Linked DNA regions of Mus musculus: region 2 is linked to region 1. The links are chromatin contacts, called in public Hi-C maps. All regions are on one chromosome and are shown on one strand. The core of a region is the stretch at or near the end of the contact, and the rest is flanking DNA. Distances in the headings are between cores, read along the strand shown.

The links. Hi-C and Micro-C count contacts between places; a contact is called where the count stands out from the background.
Region 2: a contact with region 1 is called in a Hi-C map of liver, with 2.3 times the contacts expected there. The contact joins two enhancer-like sites. A contact is called at or near these places in 2 of 484 Hi-C or Micro-C datasets (cortical neurons and liver) and 1 of 115 datasets of contacts at active chromatin or transcription factors (pancreatic cancer cells).

What each region holds. Positions count from the first base shown.
Region 1 is chr15:54,597,972-54,602,130 of GRCm38.p6, reverse strand. Mal2 (mal, T cell differentiation protein 2) reads right to left here. Exons shown (of 4, transcript NM_178920.4): 3 at 3,565-3,720; 4 at 1-1,460. The coding sequence ends at 1,389. Among named protein-coding and RNA genes, the nearest start is that of Mal2, 29 kb to the right of the region's middle. Within about 2 kb of position 2,235, at least 6 of the 459 cell types and tissues checked have an H3K27ac peak or open chromatin away from gene starts, as enhancers often do. A contact at or near this core is called in liver, where this site is marked.
Region 2 is chr15:54,864,287-54,868,445 of GRCm38.p6, reverse strand. Enpp2 (ectonucleotide pyrophosphatase/phosphodiesterase 2) reads left to right here. Exons shown (of 25, transcript NM_015744.4): 14 at 1,686-1,717; 15 at 2,407-2,534. Among named protein-coding and RNA genes, the nearest start is that of Enpp2, 54 kb to the left of the region's middle. Within about 2 kb of position 1,750, at least 16 of the 459 cell types and tissues checked have an H3K27ac peak or open chromatin away from gene starts, as enhancers often do. A contact at or near this core is called in liver, where this site is marked.

The DNA.
Region 1 (4,159 bases), core at 986-3,485:
GGTGATGGGTCAGCTCGAGAGCAATTCCCAAGCCTCCATTTCCAAAGGCAGCCCTACTAAAACAATAGGGAATTGGCCTGTATGAGAATGCGGTGGGAACTGTGGTCACTCATGATCTGTTGCCAAGCCTGCGACACATACAGGTGGACTAGGATTGTTTTCTGTTCTATTCAGCCAGATCCAGTTTTTGTTTTAGCTCTTGTGTTAAATGTCCTTTGCCTGTCTGACACCAATGTAAAAACAACATAGATATCTGGGCTATTATCAAAGCATGTAAGAATCTATAGCTTTATGTTATAGTTAATCTGTTACTCAAATTCAGCTCAGAAAGCAATGCAAAAACAATAAGAAGTTAAAAATTCAACTCTTCAGAGAGCTATTTGGAAAAGCTTTACATACATAAATATTTATATATTCATGCATAGGCCAAACAACCACAGTCTATGGCATAAATAAACCAAAAGAAAGACATCAGTAGCAAGATACTAGATCCAGTAGTGATTAATTGCCTCTGGGGATCATGTCTTAAGTACTCTCGTGTGAGTGCCTTGCTGAGCTATTAGGAAATCATTAGTTTGGAGTTTATTTCCTACCTTATTTTGCTCTTCATCCAAGGCTCTGCTGGGGTTAGCTTGAGAAATTATATGACCTTCCAAGGGTAATATTTGACTATTAAACAAAGGCAATGTGATTGATGCATAATGAAACAAAATATGTTATGTGGCTTGTCTAATGAGGTTTCATGATTAGTTCAATAGAACACAGAACACCTAAGGTTTTTATGGCAGTAGTTGATAAAATTATGGTCTGTAGACCACATCCAGTTTTGCTCCCTTTTTGAAATAAGCTTTATTAGGATACAGACATTTATTTACACATCATCTGTAGCTGCTTTTATGTTATCATAGGATGGAACAATTGCCACAGAGGCTATATGGCCTATTAAAGCCTACATATGTGCTACCTGGCCTTTTTGTAAAAAAAACATGTGTATCATTTCCTGTTTTATACTAAAGATAGAATTAGATGAGAAGCCTGCATGAGATGTATTGTTTTAGTTATTTACTATTATTAAGGTTCGGGTGACTCAACCAAAAAAAAAAAAAAGGAATACTATTGTTTTGTGAACAGTGCCTGTGTATTTTAAGAATATACAATGGAAATGCATTTAAAAAGAAACGAGAGATGAAAAAGGAAAGGATACTTCTCTAACATCAGAACAAAATGAAAATCCCACCCATGTAACAAACCACAGCTTGCACTGAGGTCCTCTCTGTACTAAGCTAACAATGTTTGGAATGTTATATTGGGACAAATGGTACCCAAGTGATCAGACATATAAAGTAGACAAATGAAACCAGCACACAACTGTCAGTTTCCAAGGAGTGTTACGGTCGCCATCTTCGCAAAGCCAGACCCAAACTGCAACCATAACAAGCTGTTGTCATGAAGGCAAAAACCTAAGAAAAGGAAAAAGAAACACTGTCATCAGATTCACAACATGGACTTTTAGAAGTTGCATCCTGAGAGACCACTGAACAAATCCTCGACAACTGACCTGTAGATACTTCAACAGGACAAGAGTTTAGAGTGATCTGTGTTTCGATGACTTTGCTTCGTTACCTCCCAGAGCTGGCCCTCCCTTTGTACACTATAGCTCTTAGCTTTCATATCTGCAGGCAGCCTTACTTTCACCATTCGCTCACATGTCAAGCTTACTTGTTAAGTATTTATGAAACCCTAGGCAGTGTATTAAAAAATTCACTCTGAGTTATCTCATCATCCAGTAGTTTCATAGCTAAGAAGACAGTAACTATCAGACCCCAAGGACACATCAAATCATTTCTGTCATCTTTAGAACTCAGTAGACAAAACCCATAGGAATGTGTTCTGAGTTCTGTTCCTCCTCAGGTGGGAGACAGTTGTCCCAGGCCAAGCCCTCTTGGAGCTGTTTCCTTGGTGTCACGGTTGGCGTCATTAACACCCGCTGTGCATACATCACTGTGCTTGGTGCAGATAAACAAATAGTACCCATTGTCCAGAAATGACATTCAGAGGCTATGAGTCAAAGGAGAGACGATTCCAGGCCAATTCAAAATGATAAAATATGACTCTATAGGGCAGAGATTCCTTTGTTTGTTTTTCAAGACAGGGTTTTTCTGTGTGGTTCTGGCTGTCCTGGAACTCATTCAATAGACCAGGCTGGCTTCAAACTCAGAGATCGATTGCCTTTGCCTCCCAAGTACTGGGATTAAAGGCATGTGTCACCATCGCCTGGTACCTGGCAAGGGTAGAGATTCCTAACCAGGAAACTGCAGCCTGAGAAGGGAGGACAGATCCATTCACAGAAATTTTTGTCACAGTTTAATTAACCCTTCCCATTTTGCTTGTTTTGGTAATATATTTTTAATATCGACAATGCCCTCTGAGTGAGAATAATTGCTTTGGGAATTTGTCAATAGTGAGAGGGAATTGCCTCTATCCTCAACTCTACTGAGTGAAAAAGGAAAGGGAAACACTTAGCCCAGTGGGACACATGAATGCATGAGCAATTTCAGCTGCTGAAAACTCAAGACCTGGAGTTCTGACTGGACTGGAGTGAGTGGAAAAAAATGGAACGCCATGAAAGACTTGAAGCATTGGTCTACGCATCGAGGTAGCTCCCCTCTGGCAGGGGGGACAAAGACACAGGTTTTCAGAAGAAGCATATCTGGAAAAGAACAGTCTAGAAACTTCCAAAACTAAAGAGGAAAAGATACTAGGTCCGGTAATGCACTATAGGAACTATTTAACATCAATTAAGATGCTTCATTTCAGAAAGCAGTTTCAATTTGTAGTAGTTTTAAAAATTATCCATGAGACCAACCTGGTTTACCAAGTGAGTTTCAGGAGAGCCAGGCTGTTAAACAGAGAAAGCCTATCTCTCAAACCACCTCCGACCTCCCCCCCCAAAAAAATTATCCATGAAAACAAAAAATTATTATTTCTTTTCACTATTTAATACAAAATGACAGGTTCACTACAGTGTATGAATGAGAGAGGATTCATGTTTTAAAGTCCCCAGAGAAGGCTTTCTCCTGTATCCCATCTGTCACAGTGACTGGTGAATTTGCCTTCCCGCTCACCAGCACTGACCCCAACACTAAGAACTGATACTTGTTCATGTCAGCCCCACCCTGAGAAAACACCCTTCTATTTGGCAGACCCACGGTGAATATGCAGCCAATAATCCAAGTTGAAAATGGGCACAAGGTTAAAAAGAGCAAAGTCCCCTCACCAGGTCTGAACTTTACAAAGAGAGAACACTAGAGTGCATTCTTTTTATAAAATCAAGCACTAATAGACTTGTTGCCTTCCCAGATAATGTCAACAGGGTTGGTCTGCAGTACAGTCACACATAATGGGAGTGATGAGAGGACTTTGCTCACAGGACAACAAAATAGATACATAAATAGCTATTATACATTTGATTCTAAAGGCTACTATTAAAAGGCCACTGATGCCCGAGGAGTCTCCTGGATGCTGGACCATGAAAGGACGATGCTTTTCCTATGGTGCACTTACTGTGGCGGCCACGTTGATGTTATACTGGTTGTCGTTGAGTAGTGGCTTCACAGTCATGGTTGTGTTGCACTGAAGGTCATGCAGGGAGGTGGCCGCTGCTTCCAGTAAAAACGCTCCGAAGTAGAAGACAAAGACTATGAAATGGTAGACAAAATCCTAAGGAGCAGAGGAGAGGCATTTATAGGTAACAACACGAAGATGCTTTACTGTTCTTTCTTGTAAATGCAATCTTAAACAGGGAAACTCAGCCCATTTAATCAAATTATCTTAAGTATATCCATTGTTTATTTTGAATAATTTGGCAAAATTAGAAGCATTAGACTCTACATAAGCCCATCCTTAACTGTAGAGGGATAGTGATTGTCAGCTGCAGGGAGAGGGAGGAATAAGTTGACCACGTTCCAGTGGAAGGCCACATGTCCACAAACATTTGGGAACACAATTTGATCTCGAAGAATACTTTTAAAAGAGGTGATACAGGGCTGGATGCCTTGGGTGATTATGATCAAAACATATTTGTATGGAAACTTCAAACTCTCAAAGAACTAATAAAAAAGATCAGTGAATCTATTTAATTTGGTACAATAGTAACTTT
Region 2 (4,159 bases), core at 501-3,000, 270 kb before region 1:
GTTCTGGGAAGGAAACTCAGGTTGTCAGGCATGGTGACAAGCACGTTGCTGGCTGAAGCAACTGGCCACCCTTTATCAGCTTCTTTTCCTCATTCACAATAGCCTGGGTTCAGGAAATGATGAGTTTAGACTTGAAGGATTGTTGTCTCATACAAATGCCTTTGGTGTTTCCTAAGAATTCTCTGTGAAGTGTCTGTGGATGAAGTTGCCCCGTGTTTTTGATTTCTCTACATCAGCAGTTCTCAACCTGTGGGTTGCTACCCCTTTGTCATGCATCCATCTCCAAAAATATTTACATTATGATTCACAACAGTGGCAAAATTACAGTTATGAAGTAGCAATGAAAATAATTTTATGGTTGGGAGGTCATGACATGGGGAACTGTATTAAAGGGTCACAGCATTAGGAAGGTTGAGAACTGCTCTAAACTATCAAAAGACATGGATTTATTCTGTTTAGCCCCTGTGAAGACTGTTTCACAAGGCCAAAGCGTGTAGAGTTCAGAACATGGCTGGATCAGTGAGACTGTGGACCGTGCTCCAGCGTGCAAGCCCCCTTACCTTCTAAATCTAATTGGCTGATTGAAGATTCTGATCATCCTGTTATCATTATGAATGAATGATCACAGAAGTACCTCTCAAAGCTCTTTGAGAGAAATGGGTGCACAGCATGGACTCAAATATTATTGTCATGATCGCTTGCTTGCTGCCCATTAGATGCAGCCACGAAAATTTAGGTAGAATATCAACAAATGCTTATTATTGTTTTTGAGCAGATGTGTTTATGTAGTACTTACTAAGCACCAATCCCCGGGGACCAGAGCAGTGAATCTCTCTCTCTCTCTCTCTCTCTCTCTCTCTCTCTCTCTCTCACACACACACACACACACACACACACACAGAGTCTCCTCTGAATATTGCTCTTCCCTTTTTCCTGATTCTATAATGACATACTGAAGTGCCCTTTTACTTTTGCAAACAAACAGCCTACAATCTCATTTTCCATACAATCCCCACAGAGGGCCACCTTGACAGTAAGATCCAGGATGCATACAGCTTTCATTCCGTACTTTAGTCTAGTTCTGAGTGTAGGCTGAAATAGTCTTTGTCTCCTGGCAGTAAACACACACACACACACACACACACACACACACACACACACACACGGCTACACACATGTGAGCCTACAGCTGCAGAGGAGTGTTCACCTATGTAATTAGACCTGTGATATCACCACAGAAACTGCGTATGTGCTGCATTAGAATCTCATCTCACCGTGATTGGTTCCTTGTTCCAGAGCATTGCAGGGGAACAGGAGGGGATGATAAAAGACCCTTAAAGATGGCCAGATCAGTTCCTGGCATGAAACTGTCAGTAAATTCATGTGAGGGCTGCACAGGGATCTGTTTGGGAAAATTTGAAGCCCGTTACCAAGCAGTACCCTTGAGCTTTGGAAGACGACTTCCTTTCTAGACCAGCAGGCCAGCATCATACGTTGCAAGAGCTGTGGGCTTTGTTCCACTGGTTTAGCTACTCCTGTTATTAGAATACGAGACACTTACACCCAATTACACATCTGTTCAAAATGACACTCAAAGGGGTGGAAGTATCAAGTCTCTGTTAAAAACAAAAAATCACTTTTCTCTGTGATTGTGTTTTGAAATCTTTTTCCCTTTCTCTGCACAGATGACCCTAAAGCCATTATTGCTAACCTCACGGTAAGTGTTGCAAGGCCTCTGCCCTTGGAGCAGCTTCGATACGCTCACCTGCCCATGTTTGCCTTCCTGGTGGGTGGTTAGGAACATTTTCCTCACTGACCTGCAGTCCCGTGTATTTGTTTCTCCTAAGCTTTCAAAACTTCTGGACCGAGGTCAGCTGAAGACTCCCCAATGGTCTTGGCGATGATCCAAACTGAGGCTTTGTTCTTCTTATTAAGCCGAGCAGTATTTGCTCATGATTAATCAAATCTTGACTTACTCTCAAACAGATCTGCCCCCATCTTCTACTTCCCCTGGTCCCAGATAGAGACTTCAAAGCCCTTGAGCTTATCATCAGATAGGCCTGCACATGTCTACCCCTCTCCTTTCACCGTGCCTCCCACTCCTTGATTTGAAGCAGTTGGGAAAGACCTTGAGTTTTAAACTGCCTTCAGTCTTGGGCTCAAGAGTCAGTAATTAAGAATTCCTCCCCCTTCTGATAGCCTATGACTTATTTCTAAAGTTGTCTAACTCCCTAGGAACCTGTATGCTTTTAGCATACATTATGTAATAAGGGCTAACACGTTCCATTTGTTTAGTAACCATCCTTTTGTTGGGCTAGCATGGTTTTCAAGAGACAGCCTGGGATTTTTTTTTTCTTTTTGGTAGAAAACCTCCCTCCATAAGACCAATATTCACTTATATTTCAGTGTAAAAAACCAGATCAGCACTTTAAGCCTTACATGAAACAGCACCTTCCCAAACGTTTGCACTATGCCAACAATCGGAGAATCGAGGATCTCCATTTATTGGTGGAACGCAGATGGCATGTTGCAAGGTAACAAGGGGAACCTGTCTCTCTTTGTCTTTGCAAGTGCTTATTTGGCACCTGGAAATCCTTTAAGATTCTTGGTCATTACTAAGAGAAATCTGGGCTGGAAATCTCATTGTTTAAATGGTGTGTGTGTGTGTGTGTGTGTGTGTGTGTGTGTGTGTGTGTATGTGTGTGTCTGTGTAGTAGATAACTAATGAGAATAGAAAGAACTTTATCTCTAGTTCCTGGGTCTTCTTTTAGTTTCTCATGCATCACTGTGCACAAGTTTTATGGCAATATTCTCGTCTCTATCTTTTATCCCTTGAGCAACTTGAAATACAGGTAGGGTGTTGCTGAGGTGGTCCTGGTTGATGTGATTGCAGTGTTTGTGGAAGGCCCCTGGAAGTGTTAATCTCAAAACCTCTGTTGGTGTGGACATGCTTCACATCGCTCAAAACCCAACTGGTGTTTGCCTCCATCAAAAGTCTCTTCCAGATCAGGAGACCACCCTTTCCTTTGGAGTCTGCTGTAGAGCATGTCTGGGGGCTTTGCCACTTCTACAGAGTCAGCTGCCACAAATTTAGTCATTTTTTTACATAGACCTGGAAGTAGTGTTTTCTCACTCATTCTTGTTCTAACTTCGATTACAAGATAAGTGTGATGAATATGCCTGTAGTACTAATTGAATAAGTCGATGTGCTCTTGAGCTGGTCAATAGTTTATAATAGTTAATAGCTAAGCATGAGAAGATCATGAAAACGGTGGTTCCCTAGAAACTCGTCACTAGAAAACAGACGCGCACACAGCATGTAATCTCTTACAGTAACTGTAAAAGAACAAAAGAATGATATGAAACTCAGAAATTATTGGAACCACATAGAATAGACTAAAATTTATGTAGAATTGTTTCATAAGAGACATGCCCTAAATAGCTTGGCTGACTATGTCCTCTGCAGGACCTTAAATGCTGGGGGCACCAAGGAACAGAAAAAAAAAAACTTGGTGAAGTTGTCTAGTTTATATAAAAAAGTCTATTTTGGAGCAGAAGTTAAGTGAGAGATGATAGTAGTTGAGCAATTTAGTGAAGAGCAAACGCAGGTATTAAATCCTTTGAAGTTCAGGTTGCGGAGTTATTATACATACATATGTGTAATATATTTACATACACATTACTATCCTAGGTCTAAGTTACTCTTGGGTAGAAACCAATTTGTTAGATTTCTTTATTTTTCCCCAAGTGCTATTCTTCAGTAATATGGGCCCTGCCTGTACTTAGGCAATACTTAATAACACACTTAGGTAATGGGGTCTTTCTGTCACAAAGTTAAGAGTAAATGATCCTGATGTCTTGCAAGCAATATTTTCATTTCCTCCCTACTTCTAAACAGATTTTCTAGGTAAGGCCCGGCTTTTATTAACTATGCTATGGTTAGTGTTAAATTGATCATGTCATGAACTCTGATTTTTCTTTTCCTACCAGGTAAGTTTACCTACAAACATTTTTTATAGAATGCAGAGCTCCACGAACTGATTCAACATTGCGTATTTTTAAATGCCTCCTGTGTTTTGGGACTGAGCTTGGTGATCACATAGCGGGGAGAGATATTTTGTTAAGTCCAAGCATGAGACATAGAGAGACTTTGACTTCT